Regions from separate parts of the Ovis aries genome. Here region 1 is linked to region 2. A link is a contact called in public Hi-C data. All regions are on one chromosome and are shown on one strand. The core of a region is the stretch at or near the end of the contact, and the rest is flanking DNA. Distances in the headings are between cores, read along the strand shown. Region 1 overlaps TBC1D14 (TBC1 domain family member 14). Region 2 holds the start of TBC1D14 (TBC1 domain family member 14).

Region 1 (6,308 bases), core at 1,186-3,685, 53 kb after region 2:
TAATTCATATAGTGACCCTTGTTAAACATAAGGAAACTGAGTCTCAGAGAGGTTAATGTACAGATCAGAGTCACACAGCTAGTGAGTGACTGAGCCAGGGTTTCAGTGCAGTTTGGTCTGACTTCAAAGCTCACTTTTTCCGGATATGCTTTGTTACGCTGTAATGCATATCCTTACTCTCGATGATAGAACTTGTACATATTTTCATTGAACTACAAAAAGCTTACTTGTTGTGGTTCAAGAGCTTTTCACCTGCTTCATAATTCCGTGTCCACATGAAAATCCAGTCTGCAGAATTAAAGTCTGTGATTCAGCACATTGATCTCTCAGAGGAAAGTCTGCCTGTTTTCACTAGAGTTATTCAGCGGTCCTTGTGTTTCTGTAAGTATCCAGCAATGCCCTAACTCTTTCATTTTCTTATTACAGGAATTTGCTTGCTAGGAAACAGAATGCAAGACTTGACAAACAAAATGACTTGGGATGGAAGTTATTTGGAAAAGTACCGCTCGGAGACAATGCTCAGAGAGATTCAAAGAAGTTGCAAAAGGTATACAAGATACAAAGACGCAGAAATATGGGGTACAGCATCCGTTTATGAGCCTTGCATAAATGCCCATTATTAAGGCTTTGAAATTGGAAATCTTTGTTTTAACTTGCATACTAAGTACCTGCTATTTAACTCTGTCTTCAGAACGTGGGTGACTTCAACTTTTTTCTTACAGCTTGTATGCGCACATGGGAGAGTTGAGACGGCTGGACTTTAGAACTTGATTAAATTTAATCAGTTTTTTCCCAATAAGAGTTACAAATGTGATCAAATTTTTATTAATTGTATTTGATATTAAAAAATTCTCCCTTCCTGATCCCAAGGGCTTTAGCTGTTTCAGTTCAGTTCAGTTCGGTCGCTCAGTCGTGTCCGACTCTCTGCGACCCCATGAATCGCAGCACGCCAGGCCTCCCTGTCCATCACCAACTCCCGGAATCCACCCGCACCCATGTCCATCGAGTCGGTGATGCCATCCAGCCATCTCATCCTCTGTTGTTCCCTTCTCCTCCTGCCCCCAATCCCTCCCAGCATCAGGGTCTTTTCCAATGAGTCAACTCTTCGCATGAGGTGGCCAAAGTATTGAAGTTTCAGCTTCAGCATCAGTCCTTCCAGTGAACACTCAGGCTGTTTAGAACTTGATTAAATTTAATCAGTTTTTTTCCAATAAGAGTTATAAATGTGATCAAACTTTTTAATTGTGTCTGGTATTAAATAATTCTCCCTTCTTGGGACTTACCCATTCCTGTGCCGCCTAGGAGCAGGGCAGCTGGGGCCTTCGTTACCCAGGCTGCCATGTGACCCCCTTCCCCTCGCTGGTGGAGGCTGCCCACCTGTCCTGGGGGAGAGGGTGGGGTTCAGGGTCAGACCAGGCCTGTGGTGTCTCACCACCGTGGGCTCCTTTGCCCCCCACGGCAGGGAGGGTGCCAGCCCTGGAGGCAGGCGCTCATCCTTCCAGGGAGAGAGCTCAAGCATAGACTCAGCAAGGCCGGGGGCTGTTTGTGGCCTCAGCCGCCCCAACTGTGACCACTTGCATCTTCTGCTTGGCCCCAAGCCCCAGCCGTCCTGACAGTGGGGCGTTTGCCCAGTGCCGTGGCACCGCCAGTAGCTGGCCCCCCAACCCCGCCTGAACCTTGGTTTCTTATCCACTGACACTTGTTCAGTAGACACTTCTCTAAGAGCCAGCCTCGTGCATGGCTCTGGAGTTAGAGAAATGGCACTGCCCCCAGGCTCCAGAGCACCCCTCTGGTGCGCAAAGGATTTCAGGGCAGGGCCACTGAGAGGGAGGCAGGGCCGCCATAGGGAACACACGCTGGGGTTAAATGAGTCATCATTTGGGTTTCTAGTTCATTTAAAACTCGCCACAACCTCATGAAGAAGTTCGATGCTGTCTTCGTTTTACCAGAGGAGCCCTGGAGCAGACCGAGCGAGTGCGCAGCTGGAGGGCAGAGGGGCTGGAGGGCGGCCCCGGCCTGCGGCTGCCAGGGCCCTCACCGCGGCTCTTCCTCTGCAGGACACGCAGGGGGGCAGTTGCCAGGCGGCCCGGGCCCCGGGCTTCGTGCAGTGGGAGCCCAGGGAACAGGGGCGGGCCGTCCTCGTGGTGGGACGTGATGGGCTTGGAGCCTGCCCCTAACCTCGAGGCTGTGGGGAGCCCCCCACCAAGGGCTTTACGCATGCAGGGAATGATGAGGCCCCCTGGCAAGCGTGTGGCACTTGGACTTGTCCCGGTGAGAGAAGGGGGTCTGTCTCAGTGCCCGTGGAAGTAGTGGGACTGCCAAGTCATGTGGCCCCTCCAAGTATAGATGTGTTAGGTCCAGGGGTGCACTGTGTGGGGCTCTGGCTCAGACCACAGACTGGCTTTGTCCAGATTTCATTGTTTATGTTTCGGCAAATTCATAGTGTTTCGAACGGTGTGTAATGTTCCTTACAGCAGTTGTTGGGACCCAGGAGAATTGCGAAATAAATCAGTGTTGAAATTCATTTTTAGAGACTGTTACATTTTGAATGTGGATTACTTATTGTGTAGGCTGTTAAAATAACACACAATTAAAATGTATATTCACATGCAGAGATCAGCTCTGCCGTTTCTTAGGAAACTCAGTAGCTAAGCTGTTACAGAATTTTTGAAGAAATCTGTGCTTTTCTAAAAAGTTATACTTTTTATGTACATTTTGCTGCGTAGATGTTCCCGTGGCTCTTAATGCCACTTGCATCATGCTTGAGTTTCTTTGTTATCTTTGTCGTACCCCCCTTTTTTAAAGGCGAATGTGGACTATGTTCTTAGAGGGCTTCTGTGAACTGAAGTGGCCAGGTCAGTTAATTCTGTAGTAGCATGATACTGCAGAGGAGAGGGCCATCTGGCTCTGAGCATCAGTAATGCAGGATGTGATGGTGCCTGCATGCCTCATACAGCCCTGCCTCCGTCCTGTTTGCTCCAGCTTTGTGTCTGGGCCGCCCATCCCTCACCCTGGGGCCTCCCCCGAGCTGGGAGGAATATCCTGGGCACAGGCCGGAGCTGGCTGCTATCCAAGCCGTCAGTTCTCCCAGCCTCCCCTCCCCAATTCAGAGGGCCCGTCCCTGGGGCCTGAGTGTCCAGACTGGTGATCCCAGATGGTAGCAGTAGCTCTAGTTAGGGCTAAAACATAATTAAGATATTTCAGTTCAGCTCAGTCGTGTCCGACTCTTTGCGACCCTATGAACCGCAGCATGCCAGGCCTCCCTGTCCATCACCAACTCCTGGAGTCACTCAGACTCACGTCCATCGAGTTAGTGATGCCATCCAGCCATCTCATCCTCTGTCGTCCTCTTCTCCTCCTGCCCCCAATCCCTCCCAGCATCAGAGTCTTTTCCAATGAGTTAACTCTTCGCATGAGGTGGCCAAAGTACTGGAGTTTCAGCTTTAGCATCATTCCTTCCAAAGAAATCTCAGGGCTGATCTCCTTCAGAATGGACTGGTTGGATCTCTTTGCAGTCCAAGGGACTCTCAAGAGTCTTCTCCAACACTACAGTTCAAAGGCATCAATTCTTAGGCACTCAGCCTTCTTCACAGTCCAACCCTCACATCCATACATGACCACAGGAAAAACCGTAGCCTTGACTAGACGGACCTTTGTTAGACTCTTAATTCCTTTCCCCTTTCTCTTTGGGAATATTTTGTAACCTGAGTAGAAGTGGCCTCTTGTGGCGATTTAAAAACATGGACTTTGGAGTCAGACTTGCTGGGTTTGGGTCCCCGCTCTGCCTCACACATGGGCCTCCCGCTGCCTACCCGACAGCTCCCTCTGGAGGTCTGGTAGGCCTTCCCTGATGAACAAGCACCAAAGCTGAACTCTGATTTTCTTTATTTCTGATCTGTCAGACCTGTGCCCTTTGCAGCTTCCCCCGTTTTCGTAGATGACAGCCTTTCTGGTCAGCTTTAGAACTGCTGGACTTCTCTTCCTGACACTGCCCTTCCAGCCTGACAGGTGTTTTGTTTGTCTTTATATGCTGTGGGTGGGGCAAATCTGATGTGCAGTCAGGTTTGAGAAGTAGTGATTTGCTGGAAAATTCTGAACCTCTGCTCCAGTGAATTCGCATGGACAGAGTCTTACTAAAGAGGTGTTCCTGGCGTAGCTGGCAGAGGTGGCTGTGGCAAGTGGTCTCCTAGTTGCTCATGTTTTGGGGAATGGGGAATGGATGCCTTTAGATAAGCTAGTCACGCTCACCTGGTTATGGGCTTCCTCGGTGGCTCAGACGGTAAAGAATCCGCCTGCAGTGTGGGAGGCCCAGGTCAGTCTCTGCATTGGGAAGATCCCCTGGAGAAGGGAATGGCACCCCACTCCAGTATTCTTGCCTAGAAGATTCCATAGATAGAGGAGGCTGGTGGGCTACAGTCCATGGGGTCCCAAAGAGCCAGACACGACTCATGACTTCCCTGGTGGCTCAGACGGTAAAGCGTCTGCCTGCAATGCAGGAGACCCGGGCTCAATCCCTGGGTCGGGAAGATCTCCTGGAGAAGGCAATGGCATCCCACTCCAGTATTCTTGCCTGGAGAATCCCAGGGACAGAGGAACCTGGTAGGCTACAGTCCATGGGGTCCCAAAGAGTTGGGCACGGCTAAGCAACTTCACTTTCACTTCAGTGACTAACTCTTTGACTTGGTTATAGTAATGTATAGAAGATGTATAAGAATATTAGGAAATAAAAATAACACTTGGAATCTTACTGCCCCCAAATGATGACTGTTTGTATTTTGGTGTTTTTCCTTTCAGTATTTTTCCATGTGCTGTGCTTCTCTTTTCTTTAAAGAAAAGACCATTTGAAGAGTGATAGCGAGTCTTTGTAATTTGAGTACACGTCAGAGGGACTCCAGACTGTGAACCCCTGGGATGATGCTTCACAACAGAGTCTGTGACTCTTTGAGGCCTCGCGCTGTGTACACAGATGTGAGGGACTGTCAGTGTTGTCAGAAAGTGAGGCTGAGCAGCAGGCTTCAGTCCTGGGTGGGCTCTGAGGCAGACGCTGCTTGTGGCAAAGACAGCAGCAGAGGGGGCAAGCTTGCAGGCTTCACCGTCCTGGACAGAACTGTCAGGGGAGCAAACACGAGTACCTGTGTTGGGGTTCGTATAACCTGGGATATCTTCGGTGGCCTTCTGGAATTTCAAGTCAGCTCTTAGATGCTAAAGAGAGAATCCCAGAAGAAAGCAAAACCAGGACAACTTGAAAGTGACATTCATTCTCACCTCTGGGTTCTCAGGAAATCATGAATGGTCATAAACTGCAGAAAGGAAAAGCCTTGAGTACTCACTGCAGGTAACTGGCGGCTGGCCTACAAGTATATTCTAAAACAATTTAATTTCATTTTAAAAGGAAACCTTTCTTCATTCTTATAATCCCTTATGCATTTGGAAAATGAGTTTGAACTAGTTTACAAAAAAGATCAGGTCTCAGTTACGGATAAGAAGAACGAAGCACACTCCAAAGTGTCTCTCCCAGTGAAGGGAGCCATACCACTCGAACAGAAACGTAGTACCTGGAGCAGTGGTGTGGGGTTCTAGAAAGGAAGTAGTAGCAGGTGGTTTGGAGAGGAAGACTGGAAGCTCTGCTGAACAGGCCACACTCACCACTCTCTGCATCCTCTGGTATCCCCAGCTTGACACAGGGTAGTATAAGTAAGGGCTGATTGTGTCTCAAATCTTGCAAAAGATATAAACCTACAGATTCGGGAGACCAGGAGGCTCAGTGAGCTCCAGACAGGATGAACTCACAAAGTCAGTGCCCAGACATTTCATAACCATGCTGCTGGAAATGTAGACAAAGAAAAAAAATCTTAGAAGCAGCCAGAGAAAGTATATCACTTACTGGGGAGGGGCAGTTTGGATGACTTGCTTTTCCCATCAGAAACCGAGGAGGCCACCAGGAAGTGAAACAGCATTTTTTAAAGCGCTGAAAGGAAAGAACTTCTCGTTGTTCAGTCCCTGAGTCGAGTCTGACTCTTTGCAACCCCATGGCCTGCAGTGCGTCAGGCTCCCCTGTCCTTCACATCACCCGGAGTTTGCTCAGACTCATGTCCATTGAGTCAGTGATGCCATCCAACCATCTCGTTCTCTGACCACCTCTTCTTTCCCTGCTCCTCTTCATCTTCCCCACATCCGGGTCTTTTCCAATGAGTTGGCTCTTCGCATCAGGTGGTGAAAATATTGGAGCTTCAGCTTAAGCATCAGTCCTTCCAGTGAATATTCAGGACTGATTTCCTTTAGGATAGACTGGTTGGATCTTCTTGCAG
Region 2 (6,518 bases), core at 606-3,105:
GCCAGGCCCAGAGCAAGTCGGTAGTTCTCTGGTAGTGTTTTCTTAAAATAAGCTCAAGAGGGCACACTGGGCTTTGGAGGAGCCCTGGTATTAGCTTTCCTTAAAACATCCAGAAATGCAGCCATTTATAAAGCCTCTATTACGCCCTCAGCACTGTGAAGGCTGCTGATGTGTTCTATTAACAGATTTCCTTTCTAAAGCTCTCACTCCTCCTGCCATCATGACTGCAGGTGCGGAGAGCTTTTAGAGCTATGACCTAGGCAGCAGAAACAAGCCTGGGGTTCTCGGGACCAACACTAATGACTACAGCCAAAATTAATCTTCACCGTACGCCTCCAGATGTTCTGATGTACGGATACCCTTCCTGTCCCTCTGAGGTTTCTTCTCTGGTAGTTCTGCCTGGGGCAGCCCTCAGCACTCCTGGCAGTCAGGCGCCAAGCCTCGCTTGGAACCCAGGCCTTCCAGCTCCCAATCTCTGAAGTCTTGTAGGCTCAGGGAACATACCAGTAAACAAGATAAGCCCAGTTTGGCTCAGGCAGCCCACATTCTTGGAGGACGTTGAGGAACGGGTCAATAACTAGTGAACAAGAGGTCTCTTATTCCGGGGCTTTGCATGATCCTAGAGGTGGGGCATCTGGCCTCTGACTCCTCTCAGCTACTGACCAGCCCTGGACCTTGGGCAGGCGACTTCATCTTTCACTCTTTGTTGTTCAGTTGCTCAGTTGTGTGCAACTCTTTGCGACCCCATGGACTGCAGCAAGCCAGGCTTCCCTGTCCTTCACCATCTCCTAGAGCTTGCTCAAACTCATGTCCATTGAGCCAGTGATGCCATCCAAACATCTCCTCTGTCACCCCCATCTCCTGCCTTCAATCTTTCCCCAAATCAGGGTCTTTTCTAATGAGTCAGCTCTTCACATCAGGTGGCCAAAGTATTGGTGCTTCAGCTTCAGCATCAGTCCTTCCAATGAATATTCAGGATTGATTTCCTTTAGGATGGACTGGTTGGACCTCCTTACAGTCCAAGGGACTCAAGATCTTCGCTAGCACCACAGTTCGAAAGCATCAATTCAGTGCTCAGCCTTCTTGTCCAACTCTCATATCCATACATGACTACCGGAAATACCAGTTTTGACTAGATGGACCTTTGTTGGCAAAGTTTAATGCCTCTGCTGTTTAATATGCTGTCTAGGTTTGTCCACTCTCTACCCACTGTTTTTTTTGGGGGGGGGCGGGGGAAGGCGCCTGCATGTGGAAGCCCCACCAGGGATCCAACCTGCGCCACTGCAGTGAAAGTGGCAGGTCTTAAGCACTGTACCGCCAGGGAAGTCCTGCGTGACAGTTCTGATCACAGATCGTGTCTCTAGATTCTGCAATACTGACGGAAATAATGCAATGAACACTAGGCCAGCGGTTCCTAAACTTGTCTGCACATTACGCAGCTTTCAAAACAGTATCTTACCTCCAGAGACTGTGATTTAGTTGGTCTGAGGCGTGGCCTAGCCTTTAAATTTTTCAAAGATCTTCAGGTGATAGAGAAGTGCAGACAAGTTTGGGGAGGAGCGGCGCTGTGCCCTGTCTACCGGCTCAATAAGAGAACTGTCAGAAAAGCCCGTTTTACGGATGAAGAGACAAGGCCCGGCCGGGAAAGCCTCAAAGCGATATGCTCAAGGCTCCATGTTCCAGGCCGGAGCTCCGATCTTGCCCAGCTGGCCTCCAGCTTGCGGGCAGGTGGGGGGCGGGACCTTCCTCTCCCACACACCTGCTCGGGGTGGGCAGGGCCACCCATCGATGCGCTCCGCCGCTCGGCTCCCCACGCCTGGTCGCTGCCCGCTCGTGCCCCTTCCCCCTCCCAGCCGCTTCCCACTTCCAAGATGGCCGCGGGTGGAGCCGACCAGGTAAGGAGGCCCCCTGGTGGGTGTCCACGGGGGCTCTGAGGGCATGAGGATTCCCTCAGGCCTCCCCTCGCGGCCCTTTTTGGCCTTCGGGAGAGAAAAGGGCGGGCAATGCCGTCCCGGGGCCTGGAGAGAGCGGGCGACCGGGCTGGAGAAGGGGCAGAGGGACGAGCGTCGAGCTTAAGGAGCAGCGGCGGCGCGGCGGGGGTGGGGCGGTAGCCCGGGCGGAAGAGCGGCTGTGCCGGCAGGGGGCGGGGCGGGGCGGGGCGAGGACGCGCGGGGCGGGGCGAGGACGCGCGGGGCGGGGCGAGGACGCGCGGGGCGGGGTGAAGGCGCGCGCGGGCGGGGCGAGGGCGCGCGGGGCGGGGCGGGGCGGGGCGGGGGCGCGGGGCGGGGTGAAGGCGCGCGTGGGCGGGGCGGGGGCGCGCGGGGCGGGGCGAGGACGCGCGCGGGCGGGGTGAAGGCGCGCGTGGGCGGGGCGAGGGCGCGCGGGGCGGGGCGGGGGCGCGCGCCGCCGTTGGCCGCGGGCTCCTTGCCGGCACCTGCCTGGTCGGCTCGCCGCCTGCAGCGCCCAGCGTCTTCGCCGCGCACGTTGCGGGTCCCGCGGGGCCTGGGCTGCGGGCCCGCGGGCCCCGGGGATGGCGTCGGAGCCACGCTGACTCCGGTACTGAGGGCCTGCGGCGGGAGCCGGGCCGCGAGGGAGGGAAGGGGCCGGGCCGCGCGCGGGGCCGCTGCCACCTGCTGCCGCGTCGGCCGGAGCGGGGAGGCGGCGGCCCTGAGGCGCGGCCGGGCGCGTCCTGCCTGGCCTGCCCCCTCGGCGCTGCGCGGCCGCCGCTCTTTCCCGCGCCCGGGGGAGCGCGTGGGGCGCGGGGAGCACCGCTCCTTGGTGAGACGCGCGCCCCGAACCGCACCGTTTCCGGAACTTGACGGAAAGTTTTCACCCTCAGACGCGCGGGGCTCCGGGGCGGGAGACGAGCCGGCTCGGCGCGCGGAACCGCTCCCCCGACCCGCGAGAGCCCCGGGACCCCCTCCACTTCAAGGTCCCTGAGCCCCGGGACCCTCTCCATCTCAGAGTCTCTGAGCCCCGAGATCCCGCCACCTCAGGGTCCCTGAGCCCCGGCCCCCCAACCTCGGAGCCCCCCGGAATCCCCTCCACCTCACTGTCCCTGACCCCCAGGACCCCCTCCACCTGAGTCCCTGAGCCCCGGGACCCCCTCCACCTCAGAGCCCCCTGGGACCCGCTCCACCTCGGAGTCCCTGAGCCCCGGGACCCTCCCGCACTCCGCACCTCGGAGCCCCCCGGGACCCCCTGCATCTCAGAGTCCCTGAGCCCCGGGTCCCCATCCACCTCGGCGCTCCCCCGCCCCGAACCCCCTCCACCTCGGAGCTTCCGCCCCCTTGCTTCTCATGTCCTTGTCCTCCCCTCTTTCTCTTGGGATCCCCGTTGCCCAGGCCAGGGACTCCCTTTTTCTTCTGAGACCCGCGCCTTTGGGCTGCAGCCCCCAGCCTCAGACCCGGACCCGGGCACTGCCGCGTGTGCCCAGACTGGCGGCGGAGGGGGCCCTCGTCCAGCGGATGTGGGCACCTCACCCCTTCGTCCTGGCTGCCTTTGTAGGGGGTGGTTGCTGCTGGCCACCGTGAGGTCCCTGGCATGGACCAGGCACACCTTTCAGCTGTTGCTTCCTCCTGCCCGGTTTATCTGGCCAGGACCAACTGGGTCTAATGTTTGCCTATGACTTCTTCTCAACTTCACACCTCCCCCCTTAACTGGGGTGCTCCTCCCCCAACCCGCCTGGCCTTCCCCCAGCTAAGACTGTCTTACTGCTGTCTTGGTTGTGGTATGTTTGATCCCTTGAGACTGTGGACTCCCAGCCCCTGATTTCCAGTCCTAGTGAGAACCTGCCCGTGCTCTTGGGACTCAGGGTTGTTGAGTGAATACACCCTTTGGGAAACATCAAGAGAGGTACAGTAATTGGTTTGGGGTCATGCAGCTGGACAGCTGGAGACAGGCATGGATGAGATTCAAATAGTTAGGTCTCGGGGCCAGACGCTGCTCAGTTAGTGTCCTTCGTGGTCCCAGCAAGTCCTGGCAGGTCCCTGCTCAGCGCTGCTTGGCTGGGCTTACCCTGGGCTCGTGAAGCTGAGTTTTTGCAGTCTGCCCCCAGCGCTCCTCTCACGTTCTGCATCGGCACTGCCTCACCTGGCCTCCGCTGGTCCTTGCCCTTCCCCTCGGCACCCTCTCTCTGCCTCTCCACCCTCCACTCCTCCATCACTCTCCTCCACGGCCCTTCTCCCATCTGTGCAGCAGGTGAATGCCTGTCCGTCTTCCCTCCGCTTGCCCTCGCTTGTGCTCTGCTGAAGACCTCTACGAGTGGACTCAGCTTGTCCGAGGAACAGCTTGTTTTGGAATCGGTCCTCCCTCGGTCAGAGCTTCTTGCCGCCGTGTCCCCGCCCTCAGCACTGAGGATGCACGCTCCACATGTCGTGGGTGCCCGTGGAGCTTTGAGACCTCAGGGGAGATTTGTCATCTTAACAGGCATAATACGGGAGAGAGGATCTTAGGCACGTGGGTATGTGTTGTCTGTTCATGTTTGTTTCAGGGAGGGTGTAAAGTTTCTAAGGCTTGGGTTTAGACTTCTAGACTGTCAGGTTGGAAGGACCTCAGATAGACTGGCTGGGCTAATCGCCTCATTGGACAGGTGGGGAAGCTGAGAGCTAGGCTCAGTCAGTGCCCGCAGCAAAGGTGCGAGGAGGATGTTGGTGACAGGCGGAAGGTGTGGAGTGAGGCCCCGCAGACTGGCTGTGTCTGGGCTTGTTTATGCAAATGAGTTGCTAAAATAGTGCGCCTGAGCCGGGTGCCCAAGGAAGAGTAACACCAGCAGGCATCTTCTAAGGCTTGATTCTAAAAGCTTTATGTGGATTTCTTCACCCTCACTTTGTCAACTGCCTAATGAGATAGGGTCTGTTGTCGTCCCCCTCCCGCTAGGTGAAAAGTTAGTGGAGAAGTTAGACTAATCCAGGATCACACAGCTGGTAAGTGGAAGAGCCAAGACTTGAACCTAGGCAGTCTGCCTGCAGAGCCTGCATTATCTTTTCCCCTTGCATAGTTTCTTTTTGAAACTTTCTGTGGAAGTGCACAGAGAAGTCTAAATATTGTTGGGTTTATCTTCGATGGTCACAGCGTTTAGGATCTGTATTAAGCACTCCAGCAAGCCAGGTGTGGGGTTTGACGTCAGAACCTGGTTTGCATCCTGTTCTCTTGCTGTGTGACCTTGGGTGAGTCGCTCAGCCTCTTTGAATCTCAGTTTCTTCGGTGTACTTGGCAGGCTTGTGATGATTAGAGAATGCAACAGCTCCTAATAGGTGTATGTATATGTGTGTGAAAGTTGCTTGCTGCTAAGTCTCTTCATTCGTGTCTGACTCTGTGCGACCCCAGAGACGGCAGCCCACCAGGCTTACCCGTCCCTGGGATTCTCCAGGCAAGAACACTGGAGTGGGTTTGCCATTTCTTTCTCCAATGCATGAAAGTGAAAAGTGAAAGTGAAGTCGCTCAGTCCTATCGGACTCTTAGCGACCTCATGGACTGCAGCCTGCCAGGCTCCTCCTTCCATGGGATTTTCCAGGCAAGAGTACTGGAGTGGGGTGCCATTGCCTTCTCCGTAGTCAGTTCAGTTGTGTCCGACTCTGTGCGACCCCATAGACGGCAGCCCACCAGGCTCCCCCGTCCTGGGATTCTCCAGGCAAGAACATTGGAGTGGGTTCCCATTTCGTGACCCCATGGACTGTAGAGTCCATGGAATTCTCCAGGCCAGAATACTGGAGTGGGTAGCCTTTCCCTTCTCCAGGGGATCTTCCCAACCCAAGGATCAAACCCAGGCCTCCCGCATTGCAGGCAGATTCTTTACCAGCTGAGCCACAAGGGAAGCCCCCTAATGTGTTTGGTCTGTGGCAAATGTTCAGTAAATTGTTTACCATATTAATAATTAAAGACTATAAACTGGGTTGGCCTTGCTGAGTGGCCTTTCTTCCTAAGCCATCAGTTGCCTCTCAGTCACTTTGCAGATCCTTATGAAGATTAGTTTTGGTAAATTGCTGTATGAAACTGAAACATTTTGGTCTAGTGGGGCAACCGCCCTGTGCACTGAGTGCCCTTAATCTAAAATGTCCCACCTGTGCCTTATAAATTGGAGAAGGAAATGGCAACCCACTCCAGAGTTCTTGCCTGGAGAATCCCAGGGACGGGAGACCTGATGGGCTGCCGTCTATGGGGTCGCACAGAGTCGGACACGACTGGAGCGACTTAGCAGCAGCAGTGTCTTATGAGCCCAACTACCTTTGGACAGTTTAAGTGAAGTATCTGTTTCTTAGGGTTGGGAAGGAGCCTTTGGGGAGCCTCAACTGTTTAACACCAGTTCCCGCCTATTTGCTGCTGGATGGAAACTTACTAACCTCCACTGTGTTGAGTTCCAGGTGCCTCAGAGTTGCCATTCACTCTTCAGAGAAATACATTGGGCTTCTAGAAAATTCTTTCTTAGGGTTGTTTTTATCCTGAAGAGTAACTTATTTGAATAACAAACTACCTTTTCTAGTTGCCTTTCACGTTCTGGGTGTGTGTGTCGGTGTGTG

What was found. Hi-C and Micro-C count contacts between places; a contact is called where the count stands out from the background.
Region 1: a contact with region 2 is called in a Hi-C map of tail adipose tissue, with 1.7 times the contacts expected there. The contact joins the enhancer-like site here to the promoter of TBC1D14 in region 2. A contact is called at or near these places in 7 of 16 Hi-C or Micro-C datasets (blood, hypothalamus, liver and 2 more).

What each region holds. Positions count from the first base shown.
Region 1 is chr6:114,163,171-114,169,478 of ARS-UI_Ramb_v3.0, forward strand. TBC1D14 (TBC1 domain family member 14) reads left to right here. Exons shown (of 14, transcript XM_060417691.1): 4 at 427-547. Among named protein-coding and RNA genes, the nearest start is that of TBC1D14, 54 kb to the left of the region's middle. Within about 2 kb of position 2,436, at least 1 of the 54 cell types and tissues checked has an H3K27ac peak or open chromatin away from gene starts, as enhancers often do. A contact at or near this core is called in tail adipose tissue, where this site is marked.
Region 2 is chr6:114,110,709-114,117,226 of ARS-UI_Ramb_v3.0, forward strand. It overlaps TBC1D14 (TBC1 domain family member 14), which reads left to right and starts at 1,856. Exons shown (of 14, transcript XM_060417691.1): 1 at 1,856-1,895. It overlaps LOC121819852 (a long non-coding RNA gene), which reads right to left and starts at 3,590. Exons shown (of 4, transcript XR_006060211.1): 1 at 3,483-3,590.